Regions from separate parts of the Mus musculus genome. Here all the other regions are linked to region 3. The links are chromatin contacts, called in public HiChIP or PLAC-seq maps. All regions are on one chromosome and are shown on one strand. The core of a region is the stretch at or near the end of the contact, and the rest is flanking DNA. Distances in the headings are between cores, read along the strand shown. Region 1 holds the start of Snx30 (sorting nexin family member 30). Region 2 has its middle 27 kb from the start of Inip. Region 3 overlaps Susd1 (sushi domain containing 1).

Evidence for each region. HiChIP or PLAC-seq counts read pairs in DNA pulled down with a chosen protein or histone mark.
Region 1: a contact with region 3 is called in an HNF4G HiChIP or PLAC-seq map of pancreatic cancer cells. The contact joins the promoter of Snx30 here to the enhancer-like site in region 3. A contact is called at or near these places in 3 of 39 promoter capture datasets (hippocampal neurons, neural stem cells and pre-B cells), 4 of 115 datasets of contacts at active chromatin or transcription factors (the NIH/3T3 cell line, memory CD8 T cells, neural tube and 1 more) and 2 of 9 other capture datasets (adipose tissue and liver).
Region 2: a contact with region 3 is called in a CTCF HiChIP or PLAC-seq map of the NIH/3T3 cell line, with 6 read pairs. The contact joins two enhancer-like sites. A contact is called at or near these places in 2 of 15 datasets of contacts at CTCF or cohesin (both in the NIH/3T3 cell line), 50 of 484 Hi-C or Micro-C datasets (B cells, the C2C12 cell line, CD4 T cells and 35 more), 4 of 115 datasets of contacts at active chromatin or transcription factors (differentiating embryonic stem cells, embryonic stem cells, extraembryonic endoderm stem cells and 1 more) and 3 of 9 other capture datasets (adipose tissue, embryonic stem cells and liver).

What each region holds. Positions count from the first base shown.
Region 1 is chr4:59,803,767-59,807,220 of GRCm38.p6, forward strand. It overlaps Snx30 (sorting nexin family member 30), which reads left to right and starts at 1,884. Exons shown (of 9, transcript NM_172468.2): 1 at 1,884-2,459. The coding sequence starts at 2,304.
Region 2 is chr4:59,755,042-59,758,653 of GRCm38.p6, forward strand. It overlaps a transcript of E130308A19Rik not described here. Among named protein-coding and RNA genes, the nearest start is that of Inip, 27 kb to the right of the region's middle. Within about 2 kb of position 1,745, at least 54 of the 459 cell types and tissues checked have an H3K27ac peak or open chromatin away from gene starts, as enhancers often do. A contact at or near this core is called in the C2C12 cell line, the G1E-ER4 cell line, the NIH/3T3 cell line and 1 more, where this site is marked.
Region 3 is chr4:59,365,046-59,368,330 of GRCm38.p6, forward strand. Susd1 (sushi domain containing 1) reads right to left here. Exons shown (of 17, transcript NM_001163288.2): 10 at 677-869. It also overlaps the pseudogene Gm12527. Among named protein-coding and RNA genes, the nearest start is that of Susd1, 72 kb to the right of the region's middle. Within about 2 kb of position 1,341, at least 51 of the 459 cell types and tissues checked have an H3K27ac peak or open chromatin away from gene starts, as enhancers often do. A contact at or near this core is called in the C2C12 cell line, the G1E-ER4 cell line, the NIH/3T3 cell line and 4 more, where this site is marked.

The DNA of each region.
Region 1 (3,454 bases), core at 634-3,133, 440 kb after region 3:
TCATTGTGGTCAGATGCCTCTGACAGACCAGGAAAGTAAATAAAGAAACTTTCCCTTTAGGAACCTGGTCCTTCCTTCCTTCCTTCCTTCCTTCCTTCCTTCCTTCCTTCCTTCCTTCCTTCCTTCCTTCCGTCATTCCTTCTCTCTCTCTGTCGCTTGCTTTCTTTCTTTCTTTCTTTCTTTCTTTCTTTCTTTCTTTCTTTCTTTCTTTCTTTCTTTCTCCTCTCTCCTCCTCTTCCTCCCCATCCTCTGTGGGGAGACATGAAACAGTTTCATTCTGACTCAAACTAAGGACATGGAGTTTGGAATGCATCATATAATTAAGGATATTCTGTGGTTGTCGTTTCATAAGAATAGGAGAGAAAAACCTGAGGGCAAAGGAAGGGAGTTAACATTTGAGGAGCTCCTAACACTGAGCAAAGGCCTCAAGCCTGGGAGTCCCACAGTGTCTCATGGATGGCCCTCTGCGTCCCTCTCCCTACCTGGCAGGCTGGGAGACAGTTTTATTTTATTGTGTGCACATGTGAGGGGTTAGAGGGACAACGTTTGAGGAGTTGGTTCTTTCACTTCACCTCATTGTCAAATCTAGGTTCTGTATAAAAGCAGTGTTGTTTTAAAAATTTTATTTATATGAGTACACTGTACACTGTCGCTGTCTTCAGACACATCAGAAGAGGGCATCAGATCCCATCACAGATGGTTGTGAGCCACCATGTGGTTGCTGGGAATTGAACTCAGAACCTCTATAAGAGTAGTCAATACTCTTAACCACTGAGCCATCTCTTCAGCCCTACTTCTGTGAAATCTTAAGAGCACCATTATGTTGAGGTGGCCTAATTGTTTAAATAAATAACAATATTCAAGAAGAAGATCTGCCAGATATCTATAGATCAGTCGTTTCTAGTTATATTTGTATTGTTTACTTTAATGAAGATAATAGGGTATGCAATAGTTTTAGGCAGCTCCTAGATATAAATGAAGTGACAATTTTGCCCAACTCAGGAGATCAGACCCTAGCACTCCCATGAGGCAGATACAGCATTTAAAATTGCTGTTTAGTGCCCTTTCAATATTATTTTCCCAACCAAGGCAGACTGCTCTGGAGGAGATAAAAGACAATGGATACTGTACTAAGGGCTCAACTCTTTGGACTACGTCAGAAGGGGGCCACTGAAGTTAAATGAGACTCTGGTAGTTATTTTGGGTTGGTTTCAATTCTGCATTCTACATGTTTTGTTTTTAGAGAAAGTGTGACAGATAGAGAGAGACCTTTGTGAATCCCAATGTTAAAACCTGTCACCATTTTTTAACAGGAAAACTGGACAAACCTAAGAAGTTCAAGGACTGGAAAAAATGTCTTTCTTCACAGTGAGCCCCACACAGTATTTACGTGTTTGCTAGATGGGCAGATGACCCTCTAACTTGACCTTCGAGACTGAAGCGCCAGTGACAGGTAAGTGGAAAAGGGGACAATGATATACTTTAAAGAGCTGGAAGTAAAGCCCAGTCTATCTCCACCATGGCAGCGAATAAAAGCTCTGGAGAATTCAGTTCGGCCCGAGGCCAGTATAGGAACCATCAATGCGTGAAAAACAACTAGGACCTCACGGTTCTTGCAGACCTGGTTGGCTAAGTGTGCACGTCAGGACCGTAAATCATTTGTAGCACACGCTATTTACGGATGCTCATGCTTCTGAGGTTTCGCCTTACATAAACCCCGCTTAGCTGCAGAAGCCAGTCGGTATGGGGACTTCAGTGTGGAGTTGAAGACATACCACACTGCCTCTTTAAATGTCCTTCTAGTTTTTCTACTGGATGTTCTCTAGTTCCTCTGAGCCACGTAACCCTTTACGATACTAAGACACGCTCCACATTTTTATTTCTTTCTGCGTGTGCAGTGTGGCTGGAAGATCCTAACTCACACTGATGCTTTCTGAGCCCCCAGCGAAGCTGCCAGTGGGCGCACTTCCTGCCGGGAGGTGGGCGGGGCGGGCCGCCTCCTCCTTCAAGCTCCGCCCCACCCTGCGTCCCGCCCTCCCTCCCGGCGGGCAGAGGCTCCGCGGGGGCGGGGCTGAGAGCCGTGGGCGGCGTGGCGCTGCTAGCAGGGCGCAGGGTCGGAGGTGCTGGGGTTTGGCGCGGCTTAGCCCACGGAGCTGTGGTGTAACGCTCGGGAAAGCTCAGCCTCGCGGGCAGGAGAAGCATCGGGCGGAGGCTGCCACCACCAGCTAGTGCAGGGCCTCGGGCCGAGTGGGGCGGAGAGCTGCGGGAGTAAGCGGCGGCCCGGGTCCCGAGCGCTGCGCGCCATGGCGGGCGGGCCCCCCAAGGCCCTGCCGTCCACGGGGCCCCAGTCCTTGCGCGACATGCCGCACCCGCTAGCCGGCTCCAGCAGCGAGGAGGCCGTGGGAGGCGACAGCACGCCCAGCCCGGACCTACTGATGGCCCGCAGCTTCGGTGACAAGGTGGGGCGCTTGGGGCTGGGGACTCCTGGGGCGGAGCGGGAGGAGGATGGATCCAGGACCACCCCTGACACTGGGCCGCGCTCATCCTGGCGCCCCTTTCCCGGAGGTTAGGCGTGCTTTGGCCCCAACAGCCCTTGGCCAAAGCCTGTCCTCTCACTGCCCCCGCGGGGTCGCAGCTGCAGGCTAAGCGGCCAGAGGGCATGTGTTTTCCCTGGCTGAGAGTGGCCCCGAGCGCGGGTGACAGCTGGTGGGGAGGGGTTCGGGTTGCAGCAAGCATGTGGGGACCCGGGGCGTGTGCTGCGGTACTTCGCCTCTGTGTCCCGAGAATGAGGTCCCTCACCCCTCTAGGTGCATTCCTTGAAGAGGAGCTGCAGAATAGGAATAACTTGTTGGCGCCTCCAGTTTCCCCGGACTGCAAAAAAAAAAAGCAAGAGTTAATGGCTAATGGTTTTCCGGGGTGGGTCTGAGCAGCCTTGCTCATCTTCTCCCCAGTCGGTCATGTGGGGAGTGATCTTTGTTTAGGTTTGCTGTTTGCCCCAGGAGTCACCTGACTCCGACCTCAGCGGCGGCTAGAGGAGAGTCTCTGGTTTTCTGTCTAGGGCTTCATTCACCTCTTATAGCGAACCACATTGATTAGGTTTGGCAGTGGCTGGTTTTGTGGTTGACGGAAAGCAAGCTCGCCCTTTGACCTTCTTTGTGCAGAGGGAGGCTCTTGGTCGTTTTGCTATACTCTCCTGCTGCTTTGAGAGACAGCAAAGTCCCGTGGGGAGGAGGAAGAGACTGCATCTCCCCCCTCCCCGCCCCCATCTCCATTTCAGCTGTGACCAGGATTTTGAGCAGCGATTGTATCTGCGCTCCTGCTGCCACTTAGTCACGAGTTGCAGACATTCCAATTGTTCTTAGCACTTGAGATCAGGGTCTCTTCCTCCTATTAAAATAGTAAATGAATTCTTCCTTTCCGTAGTATTAATGGAATGAGTGGAATTGGGAGACTT
Region 2 (3,612 bases), core at 495-2,994, 390 kb after region 3:
GAGGCTGTTAATCTTCCTAGTAACAGTAACTTAGCATATCATGACCTTTCTGCCTCAGCTGACTGCCTGTCGCCTATTTGATACATTGTAAATGCTCAGAATTCAGAAGTGAACAATTATACTAAAAACTCAGGGGTCAGATCTTCACTTACACCTGATGGGATGAGCATTCTTCTGAGTTAGGTCTCCTCAGGTCGTGGGAGTAACACACATGCTCAAGGACTAGCATATGGCCATGTGCAACTTTGCTACCTATGCAGATGTGTGCGTGTGTGGCGCAGCTGGGGGAGCCCACTGGCAAGGCGAGGTAACTGTGTGCCTGGGACGCCATGCTGTGGAGGCCAGAGAGCTTGTGGCTGAGTTATTCTGACTTTCCAGTCAGCTCTGTGCCGGTGCCACAGAAGGGATGCAGCAAGCTCCAGCTGGTCTCCACTCACCTTTGGGTTTCTGTGCTCCACAGCTGGCATGGTTATCAAGAGCTTTACGTTTGAGCTGGGGCAGCGGCTCAATGGCAGAATGCTTGCCTCGCCGAAGGTGCAAGAGCTTGGGGTCCATTCCCAGCACTAAAACATTCTTTCCCTAGTTAACCTAGATGCAAGTTGCCTCTGAGCCCTGCATCTGTGTTCTGAGAGGACCCTTAGATCTTGGGTGAGATCATTCCTCAACACCTTTTGTACTGCTCTAACAGGAGGGGAGGTAGGCAGAGTGGCACACACCTGCAGTCTCAGCATTCAGGAAACTGAGGCAGGAGGTTTACTATGAGTTGAGGGCCAACCTAGGCTACCCAGTGAGTTTTAAGTCATCTTGGGCTACCGAATGAGACTCTGTCCCCCAAACACTTAACATTCATTAATTAGAGGACTAGAGCTATTCTTCAGAGGACTTGGGTTCCACTCTAAACACCCACGTGGCAGTCCACAGTCTGCATCTGACACCCCCTTTTGGCCCCTACAGGCACTAGGCACAAACATAGAGGACAAACATACATGCAGGTAAAACACCCACACACATAAACGATAAATAAATTGCAGTTGTAGGTGCTACCTCCCTATTGCCCCAGGCCTCTCTCCGGGGAATGGTTTGCCAGGTAATAGGTTATCAGCAGGAGATCCCACTGGACACGAAGAGGTTGGCATTCAGCTGTATCTTAGGCATGCAATGAGTTTTCTTTCTTTCTAATTAAAAATGTCAGTAACATGCTTCACTTATTTCCTCCATTGCTGAGATTCTGTTCCTTACATTGTAAACTTGAAGAGGAAACCAAACCTGATAATGTGGTCCAGTGAGCACACCCATGCCTGTGAATTCTACCTCCAGCACAACCAAGCCTGATACCTCACACAAGCAAAAACAAGAGAAGGAAGACCAGAGGGGTCTTCAGAGGCCACAGTTTTTCCATTGTTTTCTGTGTTTTAAAACAGATGCTGTATCTAACCAAAGCTGTGAAAGAAATGTTCTCTTTGGTCAAGTGACATGGTCCCCATTCCTTGGATTCTGTTCTACTTTGTCAGCTGAGACCCATAAATGGCGTTTGGGAAAAAAATGTGAAATTCTATTACCTTTTGCATTAATTCATCTTATTAAAAGCGTAAAGCATTTCGGCATGTTCAGAGACACACCATTAAGATCTGAACAAGATAGTATTTATGTGGAAACTGAAATGTCCTGACAGATCCTGGGCGATGATTCACGGCTCACTTGGCAGCCAGCTTCTGCTGGCACCACCCTCAGCTCTGCTATGGTATCTATCTCTCGGCTGGCTCATCTCCAGGGTTCACGAGTCACACTGCTAGTCTAGAATTTCTCAGTATGCTACCATGCCTTCTTGAGAGATCTTTTTTTTTTTTTTCTAATTTCCAGGTTTCCAGTTTCTAAAGTTAATTTGTTATCTCTAGACAACATTGCTAATTTTGTCGGTTGAAGCTAAAGGTGGCCATATTGTTACCACTCAAATGAACAAAATGGTTATATCTCATCCTTTCAAGTATCCATCTTTTATGAGACACTGATTACTCTTTAAGGGGGGTGAGGGCGAGCTTACTTTATGTATGGAAAATGCAAACTAGTAAGACCTCAAGGAAGTTGGCTGATTTGCCCTAGACAAGCTCTGCTGTAGTCTAAGCTAAGGCTGAGCCTGTTGTGGTGCTGCTCACAGACAGCTGTGAACAGAACACAGTAAAAATTTCAATTTTGTGTCCAGTTTAAGAAATTTCACTTCTTCACAACAAAAATTGAATTCTTTGTCAAAAGAAAAACATTGTATTGCTTCAGCCTTGTTCCTAAGATGTCCCTTGTGTTTGTCTATATAAGCGAGTCCATTTAAACTAACTGTGGTTGTGCACACCTGGAACCTCAGCTCTTGGGATCTGAGTTGGGGGATTGCAAGTTCAAGGCTAGCCCGAGCTACACAGCAAGTGCTTGTCTCAAATAAATAAGTAAAACATAAAGAAAAGCCGACTGGTGGGAACTAGATACCCCTCCTCTCTGAGAGGCCAGGAGAAGGCCAATGAGAAATATCCTTAAGCCACGTTTTGACTGTTGCCCACGGTAGTCTGAGCATGTCTGGCTCTGTGCCTACCGTCCTGGAGATTTTCCTCAAGTTGCTCATTACAGTCATGCTGCATTTAACCCAAGTTTCTCATGACTCAGCTACTGCAGCAATGGAAATGCTTAAGAGCACCCCACCCCCCAAAGAAAGAGTGTCTAATTTGTTGGTAAGCACATAGTAACCCCATCAATACTCATACTGACTACATAGCTTCCTCCTCTCCACTGAAAGGGAAAATAGCTCCGAAGCCTCATCGAATGAGGCTGATAGAGCGAGCGACTTACTACTGCATCCACCCACTTTTCAAATGAAGACCCAAGTCTGACCGGTCAGCACTGGGAAGGACACCCCTGGGCTGCCTAGTTCCCTTAACCTTCACAATGGCTCTGCAGAGTGTGTCTAATTATTCCCAGGTAGTTGTTAAGCAACCAAGACTCAGATAAGTTGCTTTAACTTCCCAAATTCCTACAGAGCTAGTAAGCTGGATAAAGTAAACCAACATCACTTCCTGATTCCAAATCCCACGCTCAATTAATTAGGAAAACAAATCCTGCCTCCTTTAGGCTCACTGAAGTCCATTTAACTTAGAAAAAGGTTGTTTTAGAAGTCTTAGCTAGACGTAGTGGCACACACTTGTGACCCCAGCAGTTGGGAGCGGGAGGCAGGAGGATCAGGTGTTTGTCATCCTTGGCTACATAAGCTTGGGTTACTTAAGATCCTGTCTGAAGAAATCATTTAAAAACTAACCAGCCAGGGACAGGTTGCAGAATCAGGCATGGGGAACCAGTCAACTTGTTCCTCCAGAGTATAGCTGGGAAGATTGGGACTTATACATTAATACACATTATCTGGCTGAAAAAAAATGTGAATACTGCTTGATGCCTGCACCCCCACCCCCACCCCCACCCCCCGCCTACGCTCCAGATGTCTCCTCACACAGAGTAAGTTCCCAAGCCAGAGGTACTGATGCTACACCACGAATGGAGGATTCTAGACCTCACCTTCTCTTTGCCGATCTACATCCTCATCTAGCTCAAGGCCCCCAACTGACTAGAAACAGAGGG
Region 3 (3,285 bases), core at 91-2,590:
CAGGGCCAGCAGGCGTGGGCCTCCACAAGTGTCAATGGCTGCTGTGGGCATAATGTACATATTTGATGTTCCTCCTTTGAGGAATGTCCTCCCCGTTAACATTGATGCCTCCACAATGTTCAGAGACAGCACAAATTAAGGAGGTGAAGGTGTGGCTAACATCTCAGCAAAATGGTAAATGCAGGGACCTTCAGGACAGCCCTTGAGGCTGTGGGAAAGAACCATGCGTTTGAAAATATATAATTTCCCAAGTATGCAAAAACATAAGGATGCAATGTAAATTGCATAAATGAAATATATGGGGCTTCATGAATCTAAAGGAACAAACACAGCTGCACAGTGAGCCAACTTGTCAAACAGACATTAAGGAAGGAGATAGAGAGCCATTTTGAATTTGAAACGAGAGACAGAAGCCTTACAGAATTCCCACTCTAAAGTTGCCTGGAATCTCTATGTAGTCTCCTTTTCTGGAATCTCCTCGAGAAGTCAAAACATTGTACAGAAGGACTGATTGGTAAGATTCAAGCATCAGGAATACCAGACAAAGCTGGCAGTTTATTAGAAGTAGAACGCAGGGCTCTTGACCCCATCCTCTGTGCTCCCCTCATTGTGCCGATGAACCCTCGTACCTAATGTGTTATCCCCAGGAACAAACTGGAAAGGCATCCGTGCCTACCTGTCACTGAGGTTGTTATGGTTATTTGTGCGGAGCGCGGCTCAGTGGGTCTCAGAAGGGTGATGTTTATCGTGTAATCAGTAGCGGGGTACAGATCTAAACACACTTCTGGAGCTCGGTCTCTTGTTGTGAAGTTAAAGAGAGCAGCATGGTAGGAGCTCTCTAGATACCACCTCTGACCCAGAACCTCCACCTGTCAGACGGAAAGAGAGTGCTGCGTTAGCTTCCTGCTGGCTGCCAGATTCCTAGACTGTCAAGAAATCTCCTTCTGCTAATCTTTGTAGGATTACCTTAAAGACAGCAAAGCTCCTGCACCTGTCCTACCCAGTTTTCCTCTCAGGCAGGTGTAGGACTAAGATTGAATTGCATAACCAACGACGGACAGGGAATAACAAGACGGCAGGCGGTTCTAGAGCAATCCCTTGTGCCCACTCAAATGAAAGAGACTGCACCGAAGCTACTGGGCAAAAATTCTTTCGGTTTTGTTCATCCTGAGGACTCCATAGAGAAGCCCCACTGTGCGGGGTACTTAGCATTATGAGAACTATCCCAGGCCATGCTTTGAAAGTGCGATGTGGTTTCTCTTGCGTCTTCCTTCCCATCAGAGCTGGTCAAAGCTGATGAGTGGAGGCATCCCACATACTGCGATCTGAATCACACCGCTCAAGCAACAGTGAGTCACAGAGGAAGCGAGTCACAGGGGAAGTGCAGGACAGATCCCAGGGTACTATGATCAAACGTTATCAACCAGTACAGTTTATCTGGTGAAACTGAGTTTAATGAAGCTCCCATCGTTGGCTCTCCACCCTCCACCATTACTTTCAATCACTGAACGAACCATCCTCACAGATCATCCAAGACTGGATAACTAACTGGCTCATAAGGTTCAACTCTCACCCAAGCCTTCTGACTCTCTTGGATAGTTTAGGCACCCTCAGAGAGAGATCAGCAAAACTTGAGTCCCTTACACTCAAGGCTATGAATGTCCTCCACATGGTTCCAGCTGTCCAATGCCACAGTCAGGCTTCAGGGTCTAGAAAGCATTACCAGGGGAGCTGGGCACAAGATCTCATGGTACCCTGCTCTCCTGGACCACTTGCTGATAAAGGATAATGTATTCACATGTGATATGAACAGTGTGTATATTCTCACATGCGGACAGCTTTTGAGTGCTCACTTTTCTCCAGTGGACGTAACTATATCCCATGTATTACATAAATGGATCCTTAACATATTAAAAGTTCAGTTTATTTTTTCCATTTAACTCTTCAGTCGTTTTAGGGTGTGTATGTGTGCATAGATGCCTGAGGCTGGATGTCTTCTCACTGAACCCTGAGCTCACAGATTCAGCTAGCCTGGCTAGTCAGCAGCCAAAGGAATCCTCTTGACTTGGCACACAGCACGGTACCTGGCTCTTTAGGTGGGGATGGGGTCCAAACTCAATGCCTCACACTTAGGGTGGCAAGTACATTACTAACTGAACGGTCTTCCCAGCCCCAAGAATCACTGGTTTTCTTAACCAAGTGTTTGGCTAGCTTTAACAGAACTCCTTCAGTACTATCATAGAATAAACCATTTGGGTCCTTGAATGTGTCTCTTTTCTAGGGCTCTTTCTCACCGTCCAGCCCTGATTAGGATTTTCACTTCCTCCTTACCTCCCTGCTCCTCTTTGCCCACACCTCCCCTCTTCACCCCCACTTCAGCTAATCCCTACACGTTTTCTATGATACGATTGATGTGGGGTTTGCTTCTTAAAAATTACACCTTGTTGGGGAGAAGTGGAGAGGTGGCTCAGCAGTTAAGAGCACTGGCTCTTAAAGAGGACCTGGGTTCGATTCCCAGCATGGATACAGTGACTCACAACCATCTGGAACGCCACACTCTACTCCTGGCCTCCATGAACATAAGGCACATACACGGTGCACATACGAACATGCAGACAAAGCATGCACATTAAGGTAAAGCATAAGTAAATATTTAAAAAATTATACTTAGAAGTAAATGCATGCATGCACGCGCGCACACACACACCCATCCCATTATTTTTACATTTTTGTCAAATGTAAAAATTCATAGTATCTCATTACAGTTGCTGTTTATTTGTAAATTGGTATTTGTTTGACTTGAAACTCTTGGGTCATAATATATGATATTCTTTTGCTAAATATTTATGGAATAAATAACTGATTTTCACTTTATCACACTCGGCCTGAATTCCTCTCTCTCTCTCCCTCTCTCTCTCTCCTATTTTTTTTTTGAGGACTACAACAAATAATTCTATTTGAAGTTGCTAACCCTCCCCCCTCCAAAAAAACTGTACATGAGTTTACAAACATATTAATATATAAATAATGAGACAGGTCCTAGGGAGCCTCCCTGTTGTCTCTGCTGGAGGTGAAAACTGGAGGGGCACTGTCCCCACAGGCTGCTTGTTGCTGTGACGTCGCATGGCAGCTGCTCAGGATCCACTGCTGGCTTCTTGGGCACCTCCGGGTTCAACTGGCAGTCTGTCTTCCGCTGTGCTCATGACGAGCTGGAAACTTTGAACCTGCAGCAGTGGCAGCTCTTCAGCCTGTCATCATCATCGTTCTGGCTCAAGCTTGTGCTGG